Linked DNA regions of Oryctolagus cuniculus: regions 2 and 3 are each linked to region 1. Evidence: chromatin contacts called from public Hi-C and Micro-C data. All regions are on one chromosome and are shown on one strand. The core of a region is the stretch at or near the end of the contact, and the rest is flanking DNA. Distances in the headings are between cores, read along the strand shown.

The links. Hi-C and Micro-C count contacts between places; a contact is called where the count stands out from the background.
Region 2: a contact with region 1 is called in a Hi-C map of skin fibroblasts, with 1.7 times the contacts expected there. The contact joins the enhancer-like site here to the promoter of RASSF3 in region 1. A contact is called at or near these places in 3 of 6 Hi-C or Micro-C datasets (ear pinna, skin fibroblasts and an unstated tissue).
Region 3: a contact with region 1 is called in a Micro-C map of ear pinna, with 2.3 times the contacts expected there. The contact joins the enhancer-like site here to the promoter of RASSF3 in region 1. A contact is called at or near these places in 3 of 6 Hi-C or Micro-C datasets (ear pinna, psoas muscle and an unstated tissue).

Annotation. Positions count from the first base shown.
Region 1 is chr11:66,774,088-66,778,621 of mOryCun1.1, reverse strand. RASSF3 (Ras association domain family member 3) reads right to left here and starts at 2,018. Exons shown (of 5, transcript XM_051845645.2): 1 at 1,752-2,018. The coding sequence starts at 1,862.
Region 2 is chr11:66,715,072-66,719,605 of mOryCun1.1, reverse strand. No RefSeq gene overlaps it. Among named protein-coding and RNA genes, the nearest start is that of RASSF3, 59 kb to the left of the region's middle. Within about 2 kb of position 2,670, at least 2 of the 8 cell types and tissues checked have an H3K27ac peak or open chromatin away from gene starts, as enhancers often do.
Region 3 is chr11:66,825,846-66,830,379 of mOryCun1.1, reverse strand. The region is part of intron 1 of RASSF3 (Ras association domain family member 3); the gene reads right to left. Among named protein-coding and RNA genes, the nearest start is that of RASSF3, 52 kb to the right of the region's middle. Within about 2 kb of position 2,654, at least 4 of the 8 cell types and tissues checked have an H3K27ac peak or open chromatin away from gene starts, as enhancers often do. A contact at or near this core is called in ear pinna, where this site is marked.

The sequences.
Region 1 (4,534 bases), core at 769-3,268:
AGGCAATAAAGCCTCGGGATACCCATATCAAGCTCTTCAAGCAATAAACTGTCTTGCTGTCTTGATCTGCAGCACAATCTTTCACAATACATGTCACACTGCATACTAAATGAGCAGCACCGTATGAATACTGCATGTTGACCATATCCATCAGTGCGCGTAACACAGAAACGCTTTGCGTGTATAAACCTAGGGGAGATGCTGTCCTTGCTTTTTAAAGCACCAGGGGATTTTCACGCCATGCCACGGAAATATTTCTCAGCCCTTGGGAGGGGGGGATCCAGGCCTGGAGAACCCAAGAACCCAGTTCGTTTCCTGGGGCACGACCAGCTCCTTGCGACACGTCAAACGGTCACAGCAACTAAGTGGAAACAGAAAACAGCAAGCGGAGAAGGGAAAGAAAGAGGAGGCCAAGGGGGTTTAAAAAAAAAAAAGTGAAAAAGCCCAAGCAGTCGCAAGGAGATGGGAGCGCGCGCGGAGGGGGGGGGGGGTTACTTCTGACTTCCAAACTCGTGTCAGTAGCACGCGCCCTAGTGAAAAGAGGTCACTCAGCGTCCAGGGAGGAACAATAGACGCGGGACAGGCGACAAGGGCGCCCCGGGATTAAGTGTCGCCGCTGAATGAGGGCACTCAGGGCACTCGGCTGCACGCTGGCCCTCCCCCGAGCCCCTCTCTCCTCCCCTCCGGCTTCGGATCTGGCATTTAAGCCGCCGCAAAGACTAGAACTTCCCGATCTTGGAAGGAAATCTGACCTCACAAAGTCGTTAAATAAACTTTTAAAAGTCTGGCCAGGACTACCCCCCCCATCCCCTCGCCCTACTCCACCCCCACCAACACACACACACACACACACACACACACACACACACACACACACACACACACACACACACACACACACCTACCTCATCCTCGGGCCCCTGAGCAATTTTTCCTGCTTCTACCCAGTCGACCAAGAGCAGCAAAGGCGGATCGGAGCGCCACACTGGCCAGGTCCCGCCGAAGCGCCCCGCTGCGGGAAGGCCTCCCGCGCACACGGCGGCCAAACTGGCACAAGTTCCCCTCCCCTCGCTTCCCAAGTCAGGCTTCCCACGGCGCGCTTCCTCCAAAAAAGGAAGAAACCGGCCAAAAGCTTCGCCGTGCCCTCGACGATTTACCTAGCGCCACAGTTTGTTTGCCAAACAGTCGAGACACCTATAAACTTGACTTTACAGGAAACGCACACCCTCCAATCCCGCAACCGACAGCGGGCCGGCGCCCTCAGGCCCTGGCCCCCTCCCCCACCAGCGTGCCCCGACCCGGAGGAGGCGGGGGCCAGGTCACCGCGGCCACCTCAGGCGACCACAAGGTTCTCCCAAGCCACCCGGGGGGGGAGGGCACAGGCCACGGGGCGGACCATCAGGGAGCCTCTGCGAGGGGACCGGACCGCTGACCCGGCCGGGGCGCGAAGGGGGACCCCTCCCGGCTCTCGGAACCCCAGGCGGGGCCATCTGGCGCGGAAGGCGGCGGCAGCAGCAGCCGGCCCTCGGCCTCGCCCGCTTCCTTATCCTGCCCCGGCCTCGGGCGACCCACGCCCACAGGCAGCACAGGCTCCCAGCATGACCCCGAGACCCTCGCCCCCCCCAAAGCAGGGGCCGCGTCTTCGCCACCCCCCCTCCTTCCCGGCGAGCATCCGCCGCGCGCCCCGCCGGAGACACGTGGAGTAGGAGCTGGGGGCGCCGTCTGCAGCGCCCGCCGCGCAAGCCACTCACTTGCTGGCCCGCGCGGGGCTTGCCCTGCGGCGCTCTCCGGAAGAAGGAGGTCCTGGCGGTGAAGAAGAAGTCCTCGGCGTCCTCCTCCAGGCTGCTGTAGCCGCTGCTCATGCTGCTGGTCCCGGGGCGCAGGCGGCCACGCAGCGGGTGCCGCGCCCGCCCGCCCCGCGAGGTTCCCGGCGCGCGGCCCCGAGCCGCCGGCGGGCCGTCCTGCTGCAGCTGCGGCCGCCGCTCCACCAGCCAGCCAGCCGTCCGGGCCCCTCCCGCCGCCGCCTGCCCGCCCGGCTCCCGGCGCGGCCCCGCCTCCTGAGGCCCCGCCCTGCCGGGGGCTGTCCCGGCCGGGCCCCGCCCCGCGCGGCCGCAGGTGGGAGGGGCCCGGCCCGCCACCTCCGGGCGCGTGGAACCCGGAAAGCCCCCTTCGGAGCTGGGCTGCGGGGCGCCACCCCGGCCTCCCGGAAACCGCAGAGGCCTCCGCCCGCCCTCCTCTCGGCTCGCGGCAGTTTCGGGGTGGGGGGCAGAGCAGGGGGCTTTCTCCGCGGTCCGGGGTCCTGCTGCGGGGCCGCGGGGTGGAAGGGTTGCCCGGCCTAGGGGAGGAACCCGATCCTCGCGGACGCCCTGCAGCAGCCACAGCGCCAGGCCCTCGACCCCGGCAGTGAGCGGACAAGGGACAGGAGGGGATGAAAACGTGCTTTCTGGGCACTCCCCAGCTTTTGGGTCTCACCATGACCCCCTTCTCTCTAGCAAGGGCCATTCCCACAGGACGACGGCCGAGATCGCCATGAGCTTAGAGCCCGCTGGGTGCCCAGGGGACTGGACTAGTTCCATAGTAAGCACTCGAGTTCCTTTAGTTAAACGTGCTTTGTAAATGTCCCCTTCCTCGGAAGGCCTGGTTTAAATGGTGGGGGTAAAGTGATCAGGGAGTTTTGTTCGCCAAGCACGAAAAGAAAAAAGTTTCCATAGTTTATAAAGTCCTTCCCCTCAGCTAATCCACTTTTTAAATGCAAGGGTTTTTGGTGTTTTTTTTTTTTTTCCTCAGGCTGCCAGAGCACCACCAGTCTTTTGCACTTTGGTGTTTCTGAAGCTGCAGCACTGCTGTACTAAGCAGAGCTTGCCTAAGGAGGGGAAGAGAGGGGCTAAACAGGACAAAGCGTTCTCCCTTTATAGCCAGACCTTCTCGCAGGATCTCCTTTCTTCGACCAAACTACTCCGTAAGGTGCTTAGTGCTGTTGTAGCATCGCCCTTGAGGCTTGGAGAGAGGAGGGTGGGGAGCTGGTGGCACTGCTGGGACCGCTCTGGGTGGGCTGCTCTGTTCACATATCCTCCTGGGCTCTCAGCCAGGTCTCTGCAGAGCACTGGGAGGCACAGTGGGACCCGAGGAGACACGGAGAATGGCGCATGTGCCATCCTATACCCAGGCAGAAAGAAGCCTTGCCGAAGTCTCTCGCTTCAGGCTTAGGCGTCCAGCTTGCAAAATGATTCGCAACTCCAGAAGGTGGACTTAGACCACAGCCTATTGTAAACATTTTGCAGCTTTAAAGGCCACCAGCCAGCTACCGAATGATTAGAAACCAGCAATTCTAACCGCGGGGTGCTTTGCCCTGTGTGTGCTGTACACGTAACCCAGTGTAAGGGGATGGGATGATTTGCTTACTGCAAAGAGTGTTTTCAATTTGATTTCCATTATTTCATGATTCAAATGCTACCATTCATTAACACAGTCCTCGCTAATTTAGAACTAATGTGTGTATTAAAGGATTTAAATAACTTGTTTTACTGTAGATAGAAAAGGGAAATCAGTTCACCCAGAACAAACTATTTTAAAGTTTCGGCATACTTCCGGAGAAGATATTAAAGGGAAAAAGACACTAAAGTGCTTTATCCACCACCACACCATAAAAAATGACTTTTATCACATGATTTTTAAGTTCCAAAGGACTGAATTAATTTTTATATCCATGAGCACACCATCAGAATCAGTTATAGAAAAAAAGCAGGACTGAATCACGAAGAAAAAGTACTGCTCTTAAGCAACAAAAAGCAAAAAACACAAATAAAGCAAGGAAGAGTTGGCATTTTATTTCCTAAAGGCAGCATACTAATATTTCTGTATTTTTCTGATAGCATTTTGTTTTGGTTTTAGTTTTGTTTATGAGAGGTAGGAAGATAGGCGAACGGAGATTTGCCATCCACCGATTCACTTCCCAAAGTCAGGAACCAGGAGACTAATCAAGTCTGCTCTGTGGGTGGTGGGGTCCCAGCTACCTGAGCCATCACCTGTGGTAGCTTTGGGATCCGCATGGAAGGAAGGCCTATACTTCCGGGAATGGAAAGTTCCTACCTGTACTTCCGGGGAAGAAAAGTCCTTGTCAAGGTCCCTGCGGGTGCCTAAAGGTCAACCAATGAGGATCAGACCCGCCTCAACCTTTAATACCCATGCCCTGAATCTACAAAAGGAGCCCTCCCAATCTCTGACGCGAGACTCCCCCCCCCCCCCCCCCCCCCCCCGGCTCTGTTGCTCTGTTGGGGCTGTGGAACCTCGCCCGGGAGCGGAACCCCAATAAAAGCCTGTGAATTAATTGATTCGTCTGCCTGGGAAGATTTGTTATGCGCCGGACACCCTGCAACCTGCTGCCTCCCGGAGTGCACATTAGCAGGAAGCTGGAATTAAGAACCTAGCTATGACACAAACCCAGGCACAGCCAAACAGAACGTGGGCCTCTTAACTGGCAACTTAACCATTGGACCAAATACCCACTGCTACCGGTATAATTTTTAAAGAAAAT
Region 2 (4,534 bases), core at 1,421-3,920, 60 kb after region 1:
TCCAAGTTCCCATACTTGAACCAATTTTTAAATGTGGAACCCATTGATCGAAGAGGTGGCCAGGTTCCCAGGAAGAAGGATCCTGCCATACTGTGGCCAATATACACTTTGAGAATTCTTTTTTTAGTAAAAGATTTATTTATCTAAAAATCAGAATGATAGAGAAAAAGAGAGAGAGAGAGAGAGAGAGAGAAATGGTCCATCCTCTAGTGGACTCCCCAAATGGGTACAACCACTGGTGCTGAGCCAGGCGGAAGCCAGGACCCAGGGACTCCATCTGGGTCACTCACATAGGGGGCAGGGATCCAAGAGCTTGCATCTTCTGCTGCTTTCTCAAGTACATCAGCAGAGAACTGGATCAGAAGCGGAGTAAGCCAGCACTGGAACTGGCACTTGCATAAGGGATGCCGTGTGGCAGCTGAACCCATTGTTTCACAGTGCTTGTCCCAGTAATAATTCTTGCAGCCATTCCTCAAAGAGACCTTTGGACATTTACTCACGTGACTGTAACCTAGGGAGAAGGAACTACTCAGTCATTGCAAGGACTATTGGACCTACAGTCTAAATTGACTTAATTCTTGGAGACATGGCAGCCCCTTTCCCATGCATTACTGGACTCTGAATGTTGAGCCACGATGCAACAAGTAACCATTCCTCCAGAATTTCCCAGCATGAACTGGGTTCTCTCAGATTTTCCAAGTCATGGGGGCTTATGGAGGGACATAGGAGAATGGGCATGGAGTCTGAAAAATTTTGTGTCACATGTTAACACCACTAGAAACCATCTCTCATGGGAGAGGATCTGCTTGATCAAACAGACAAAATGACTTATCTAGGTGACATCACCCCGCTTTCATGAACAGTTACTCTGTGCCAAGGAGTGCAAAGGGCACACGAACAGAATAGCCAAGGTGGCAAAATGGAATTTAGCTATGGTCCCAACAGCATAACCTCTCACTGATAAGTGTGATTTAGCTACTGTGAACTTCAAATTTCCAACCAGTAGCAAAAGAAAGCAACAGTGAGTCTTCAGTATGGCACTATTCCTCCAGAAAGATCACTTTTTGGAAAGTCTACTACATCAGTCCCCTTCCATGTTGGAAGATCAGTCATTCATTGTCGCTCCCCGTCTTCGTGGAGGAATGACACAGGACCCTGCGCTGTTCTTTCGTCTGCTCGGCCCTCCCCGGGTTTGCTGCTGGTTCTTCCCGGGTTGGCTACTATCCCTTCCACCTCCGTGGAAGGGCAGTTCCCCCTGGCCGCATTCCCCACTTCCGCAGGGGAGCGGCACACCGCCGGCCGGGTCTCTCGGGGGCTGCACGGGTTCCCTTAGATGTTCCCCATAGATGTTCCCGGTGCATGCCGTCTCTCTCCTCCTTTATAGTCCTCCTCCGCCAATCCTAACTCGGCTGCCCACACACCGAGTACGCTGCTCTCCAATCAGGAGCAAGTCCTACAGTTTATTAGCTGAACTGGAGGCAGCTGTGCGGAAGCTGTTTACTTCTCTCCCAACGCCATGTTGTGGGAGAGCAGATGCATAGAATAAGTCTTAATTCCAGTAACTTAGTCTAGTCCGAGCTGCTCCCCACAGAGGAGAGCAGATGCATAGAATAAGTCTTAATTCCAGTAACTTAGTCTAGTCCGAGCTGCTCCCCACAATTCATCTTCAAATGCATAGAGATCTATTCCAAATAGGTGTTTTCCTTTCTGCTCAAAGAGCCTCTCCCAGCATCACAATCTGGGGTCGTATAGAAATGCCTGACCCACAGCCATGGAATCCTGCAGAACACAGCGTCAGACCAGGGGACCCACTTGTAACAAAGGAGGTACAGGGGTGGGCCGTGACCCTAGGATCTACTGGCCATATCTGTATCACACCATCTGGAAGAAGCTAGATGCAATAGAATGACTTTCCAAGGACAGCTAACACTCTGAAATGTGGGGTGCCGTTCTCCAGGATGAGGAACACACATTAAATCAGAGATGTTTCCCTCAGTACTGTGCCCCACAGAACGTGTGAGCCTGGGAGACAAGGGAGGGGAGCAGGAGTGGCCCCACCTAACTATTGTTCCCAAAGACCCACTGCAGACTTCGTGCTTCTCATCCCTGCAGCTCTGGGTTCTGCAGAGCTCGAGGTCCCGGCCTGCAGAGCGCACGCACCCTTGCCTTGGGACACTGCAGTAGAAGCTGCAGCTGCTGAAGAGTCATGATGGTGGCTGGGGTTGAGCCTGGGCAGAGGCAGAGGTGGAGCTGTGCTTACATATGGGAGTAGAGAATTTGTGTGGAACTTGTGTGGTTCAGTGGGGCATCTCCCGGGACTCCCTTGCTCACTGTACCTGTGTATGGGTATGTGTAGTAGCCCTGGTCTCAGAAGGGCACGACTGCCAGGCACACGGGCCCTCAGCAATGATGTCTGGGTCATAACACAAGGTAATCTACTGAGAGCTGCCAAGGCAACAGCCCAGGGGAGGGGATTTAGAAGGGACAGTGATGGAAGGGGAGAAGGCACAGTAGCTGTGTGCCTGAGACCAATGGCAGCCAGAGCTGGGCTGTGACCTCTCCTTCCTCTCATAAGTTTCCTCTTGGAAGCGAGGAGGCGCTGCTCCCTTGCTCCCCAGAGCTGGATGGAGAAGCAGATGTGTGCGAGGTCGGAGTAGCCAGGATACTGCGCTGCTCAGCTGTCCTGCTGGGAGCTGTTGACCCATGGCCCAGCTGCAGAACTTCCAGACCCACCCCCTCTCTCCCGGAGGTCACACTTCCTACCGGCTGCTCCCAGCCTGAGCAGGAGCAGGTCCTAATGCCCGCCACACCCACGAGAGGCAGGACTCCTTTGTGAGCACCTGTTTCTCATGAACCTACCACTCAAAGATTTCTTAGAACTGGGCTCAGCCTCGGTCTCTCCCAGCCAATCCCTGCTCCCCCTTCCTCGTCCTGGCTCTCCCTGCTCCCCCTGGTTCCCCGCCCTTCATCCTTCACAGAAACTCCCATAGTAAATTTCTCACCCATCTGATCCCGTTTTAGCTTTTGTTTCTTCGAGGACCCAAGCAAACACAGAGGTGTATCGTGACATCTTATTATTCTACTTTAAGACTCAGATTTTGGAAGGGATAACAATTCCATCAGAGTTTCTTAAGAAGTGTACATTTCATGGCCGGTGCCGCAGCTCACTAGGCTAATCCTCCGCCTTGCGGCGCCAGTACACCAGGTTCTAGTCCCGGTCGGGGCACCAGATTCTGTCCCGGTTGCCCCTCTTCCAGGCCAGCTCTCTGCTGTGGCCAGGGAGTGCAGTGGAGGATGGCCCAAGTGCTTGGGCCCTGCACCCCATGGGAGACCAGGATAAGCACCTGGCTCCTGGCTTCAGATCAGCGCGGTGTGCCGGCCGCAGCGCGCCGGCCACAGCAGCCATTGGAGGGTGAACCAACGGCAAAGGAAGACCTTTCTCTCTGTCTCTCTCTCACTATCCACTCTGCCTGTCAAAATAAATAAATAAAAAATAAAAATAAGAAGTGTACAGTACATTTCAGGCCGGCGCCGCGGCTCACTTGATTAATCCTCCACCTGTGGTTCTAGTCCCGGTTGGGGCACCAGATTCTGTCCTGGTTGCCCCTCTTCCAATCCAGCTCTCTGCTGTGGCCTGGAAAGGCAGTGGAGGATGGCCCAAGTCTTTGGGCCCTGAACCCACATGGAAGACCAGGAGGAAGCTCCTGGCTCCTGGCTTCGGATCAGTGCAGCACACTGGCCATAGCAGCCATATGGGGGGTGAACCAACGGAAGGAAGACCTTTCTGTCTCTGTCTCTCTCACTGTCTAATTCTGCCTGTCAAAAAAAAAAAAAAAGTGTACATTTCTTGTATAAAGCTTTAAGATCCAGACTTTTCAAGTACTCAATTCAGGTTTCATATCAAAATTCATATTTGTTCAACAAATATTAGCTGAGCCTCTACTATGTGCCAGGTACTGAGAGTACCATGGGGAAGGAGACCAAGTTCTGTGGGCAGAGTATATTTGCCTCCCTTCAGTTTATTCTCAACCAGTAATCTCACCAATCCCTTTAGAAGAGAAGCTTCAAGAAGTTCACGAAAATGGAATTAAAAAGTTAAGTTTATTTTGGTGCCAAACCTTTTGACATCCATGCATAATTTTTTAATAGCTTGTATTTTTCATGAACTCACTGAAGATCTGTGCATGGACTTCAAAGTTTTTGGCACCAAAATAAACATATTTTAATTCTATTTCCATGAACCTTTTTGATGAAAGACATTTATTTATTTATTTATTTAGATTTATTTATTTATTTGAAAGTCAGAGTTACACAGAGAGAGAAGGAGAAGCAGAGAGAGAGAGAGAGAGGTCTTCCATCTGCTGGTTCACTCCCCAACTGGCCACAATGGCCAGAGCTGCGCCGATCTGAAGCCAGGAGCCAGGAGCTTCTTCTGGGTCTCCCAGAAGGGACTCGGGCCATACTCTACTGCTTTCCTAGGCCATAGCAGAGAGCTGAATCTGAAGTGGAGCAGCTGGGACTAGAACCAGTGCCC
Region 3 (4,534 bases), core at 1,405-3,904, 51 kb before region 1:
CCATGCAGGTGCAGGGCCCAAGCACTTGGGCCATCCTCCACTGCCTTCCCGGGCCACAGCAGAGAGCTGGACTGGAAGAGGAACAACCAAGACTAGAACCCTGCACCCATATGGGATGCTGGCGCCGCAGGCAGGGGACTAACCAAGTGAGCCTCAGTGCCACCCAGAACACTAAAGGCTTTAAGAAATCTTGCACTGGGGCTAGAGTTGTGGCCGCAGCAAGTTAAGCTGCCACCTGCAATTCAGGCATCCCAAACGGGTGCAGGTTTGAGTCCTGGCTGCTCCACTTCCAATCCAGCTCCCTGCTAGTGTGCCTGGGAAAGCAGCAGCAGACGGCCCAAGTGAACTTGGAGCACCTTGAACTTGCCACGTACCTGGAAGACCCAGCTGGATTTCCAGGCTTCTGGCTTCAGCCTGGGCTGGCCCCAGCTGTTGCAGCCATTTGGAGAGTGACCCAGAGGATGGAAGTTCTCTTCTCTCTGTAACTCTGCCTTTCAAATAAATATATGTATTTTTTTAAGTAACCCTAATTTTATCTGTATATCACATTTGCTGTCTAGGAGGTTTCTGTCTTCAATTTAAAAGTCACCAAGGTATTGGGACAGAATTCTTGGAATCCTCTCCATTCATACACAGCTGAGCCCTCCTCCAACCTTTGGACAATCATTGCATTTCTAGTTTTTGTTGAGCAAGCCTGGCATCTTAAAACAACAACAATCCTGCAGTACCACCACCAGTAAAAGCATACCTTAAGGAAGCCCTAGGCAAATAGACTTGTAATATGTTATAGGTGAGTGAGTGCATTGTGCAGAAACAGGTATTTCTTTTCTCTTATTGTCTACTTAGCAGAATCTGCATTCACTGGGGGATTATTAATACATCTAAGCCATACCTTTTGAAGTTGATGATTATCTCTTTGTCCCAAAAGCTACTTGTTAAACAGCAAGAGAACAGCACAGGGGATGCTAGGTAGGTATTTCAGATGACTTAACATCGGACTACAGAGGGAGGCATTACCATACATCATGACACTGCTCGGGTGCTTGGGGTTGAGTCCCACCTCCACTTCCAATCCAGCTTCCTGCTAATACACCTGGGAGGCAACAAACGACACATGTACTTGGGCCCCTGCCACCCCCCTGTAGGATACCTGGATGGAGTTTATGGCTCTAGGCTAAACCTGATCCAGCTCTAGCTGTTGCAGGCATTTGGTGAATGAACCAGCAGATGGAAGATTCTCTCGCTTGCTTGCTTGCTTGCTCCCCAATCTGTCACTCTGCTTTTCAAATACACTTAAAAAAATGGACTGCAAAAATAGAACCAGACAGCAACCTTATAAGGATGGAGAACTGCACTAGCCTCTGAAATGCACTTGTAAGAAAGCAAAGAGAAAAATCAAAGTGTCCCGCCGACACCAGTACACCCTGGCAGCCTCCCCTCACACCACTGGACCACCCTAACCGCCAGCTTGACTCTCCCCAGGAGCACTGCATACATTCTCCTCGCTGCTCAGTACCTGGTGAGCCCCAGGATCCAAAGGCCCACTCTTCCAGGGAGTGTCCTAACTCAGTTACCTCCCTACTCTCGAGAACCCCTCTGCTCGCCCATCACCTTCCGGGGTCTGCTTTCCCTGGGTGTACCTTTCACTCCCAGAATGCTGGACTGGCACTGCGTGGTGCTGGATGCAGAGGAGGGCTCCGTCCCTAGTCAACTGATTCTAATCTCGTCCTGGAGCCAGGCTCGAAGACCGCATTTGCAATCCATCCTCCTTTGAATAACTTAGCAATCAGCATGAAATGCCCCCACTCATTTCTCCAAGCTGAATGAATCCGCAGAAGCATACAAAAGGCCTTTATAATATCACACATAAAGTTTTAGACGCTTCTGTTATCCATCTGCACCATCAAAGAACCAGAGTCCTTCAAAGCGCGGCCCTCACACACCCGGGACAGGGAAAGCAGGCACAGAGCCAGCATGTTAATAAGATTAATTGGAGTCATGATGCACATTCAAAGAGCCTCATCTGGGCCTTCCATGACCTCACTTTTTAAAGCCCCTGGTACCGCTCTGCCATACCCTATATGGTTGTACTTTTAAAACCGGGTCGTGTGCCAATAGTCAAACAGCCACTCATTTGTTTGGAGCCAGAAAACAAACTTGGAGGTGGACCCAACTCCCCAGAGTGCCCCAGCTTGAAGTCCCAAGCTCATGGCATGCCAGATGACACTCGGATTTAGAAACCCTGGTTTGACTGTTTTCAAAGAGAGTCACGGTTAAGGGACAACTCATTTCTGAAAGGTGATAGACTTCACAACTGGCTGAACTTTCTACAGAGCCGAGGTGAGCCAGGTCAGAGAGGAAAAGATGCAAATGTAGGTTTTTCATAAAAAAAAATGTGGTCACCTGGTGCTCCACAGCCCTCCTGTGGTGCCTGGCAGGGCAGAAGCTGGTGTGTCTGTGCGCACATCCTGAGATTTTTTAGAAGTAGGTAGGTCCTCAAGGATTCCATTTCCTGCTTATTAGAGAGCACTGGCCTATGTGGTCCCCTGCAGCAGTAAGTTTTCTAATATTTCCCATCATCTGCGACACGACCCTAATCAAGTACCTACGTACAGAATTGGGGGTCAGTGCTGTGGCCTGCAGTGCCAGCATCCCATCCACCTCCCTGGGGAAACATTGGAGGACGGCCCAAGTCTTTGGGCCCCTGCACCCACAGGGGAGATCCAGAGGCTTCTGGCTTCGGCCTAGCCTAGCCCCAGTTGTTGTAGCCATTTGGTCAGTGAACCAGTGGGTGGAAGATCTCCTCTCTTTCTCTCTCTCTCTCTCCTCTAACTCTGCCTTTCAAATAAATAAATAAAACTTCTTAAAAAAAATACTTACAGAATTAAGTCCACTGCTGAGCAGGGACATTAACTGGAAAAATTCGTAAGAGAGAACACTGAGAAGTCAGCAGGGAAGTAAGACTGACAAAATAAGGCCGGGTGGTGACACAACACCCACCCAAAATCTCAGTGTTCAAGGCTCCAAGGGCCACCCAGCAGCCACCCATTTCCTTTGGCTAAGGGCAATTACAAACTACTGCTGCGGAGCCACAACCCACTAACTCAGGTTAGCCCTGGTGCGATGTTAGCAAGGTCAGAGTTCGGAGGTCAAATCTCACCACGCCACATCCCTTAAGCCCTGGTGATAAGGGGAGCTTCCGGAGAGAGGAAATGAACAGGCTCCTGTGGAGCAGAGCCAGACAGGAAGCAAGAAGGGCCGCCGCAGCCGCGGAGGCGGCAGGTGGAGCCCATGTGCCAACAGCAGTCAGGGCACTCAGCTCCACCAACAGCAGGAACCTGAGAATCAAGGGCAGAGGTCTGCAAACAAACCAAGGAACCACGTGACGGTTCACCGGAAGGGACAACAGAGTCGAAAGAAAAATCACGATTCTGCACACCAGCACCCTAAAAAATATTATCTGAAGCAAGCGTATCCAAAAAGACAGCTGTTGTCTTTCTCCTCACCAATTATTCAAGTCTGGCTGCCATCACATAATAAAAGGAGATTTAAAAGCCTGTGTTTTCAGGCAACAGAATCAAAATGTGGATGACAACACCACGTATGGGTTGACAGTGATGGTGTCCAGAGAGAAAGTTATACGGAACTGCATTAAAGCCTGGGTTTGTGACTCTTCAGTTCTTACTGCAGCCTCACGAATGCACCAGTCCAACGCGTTTATACACGCCTGGCTCCCTCTCCTACCATCTGACATACAGAGGCAGCACCACAAGTATGGAGAGAATCTACACCAAGACTGCAACCAAATCCCAGATAGGGGCGGGGGCGGGGGGGGGGGGGGCAAGCAGTTGCCCTTGAGAATCTCATCCCCAGGAGAAGCATGTCCCAGGCAGCAGGCCATACCCCTAATGACCCTGGGACTGGCTACCACTTGTACCTGCGTTCTGCAGAAAGGAAGGCGGAGGTTTGGAGAATGAATTTGCAGAATACGTGGCTGGCAGCGGAAGAGCTGAGTGAGGTCTGGACCACGTCTGTCTGATTCATAGCCAACAAAGCCAAGCAAGGCGCAGAAAGGAGGCCAGATCTGTTCGTGGGGACTCAGAGCACGCTCACAGACCACAGAGCTTACCCACCTCTGGTTTTCAGTCTGAATTCCAGAGGGTGGTGGGGTAAGAATGCAACTCACAAATTAACTAGCAAAATCTGGCCGGGAGCATAGAGACTTTTAAAATCAGCATTTCCAGCATTAGAGAAATGGCTGAAGAAAGTCCCATCCCAAGGCAGAGCATTCAGAGGCTGTTAATGAGGAACTTACAAAACATTTTTTACATGGAAAGACACAAGAACCAGGAGAAACTGTATACGCAGTATGCCAAAATATGCTTAAATGTTAGTAGTGAGATCTGGGATGGTTTTCCCTCCTTTTTTTTCTCTTTCTGTAACAATCTTCAAAACCATCTCCAGAATGTATGAATGGGGGAGGGGACAGGCTTTCACATATAAAAAAATAAAACAGCTTCAGAAACACAAACAC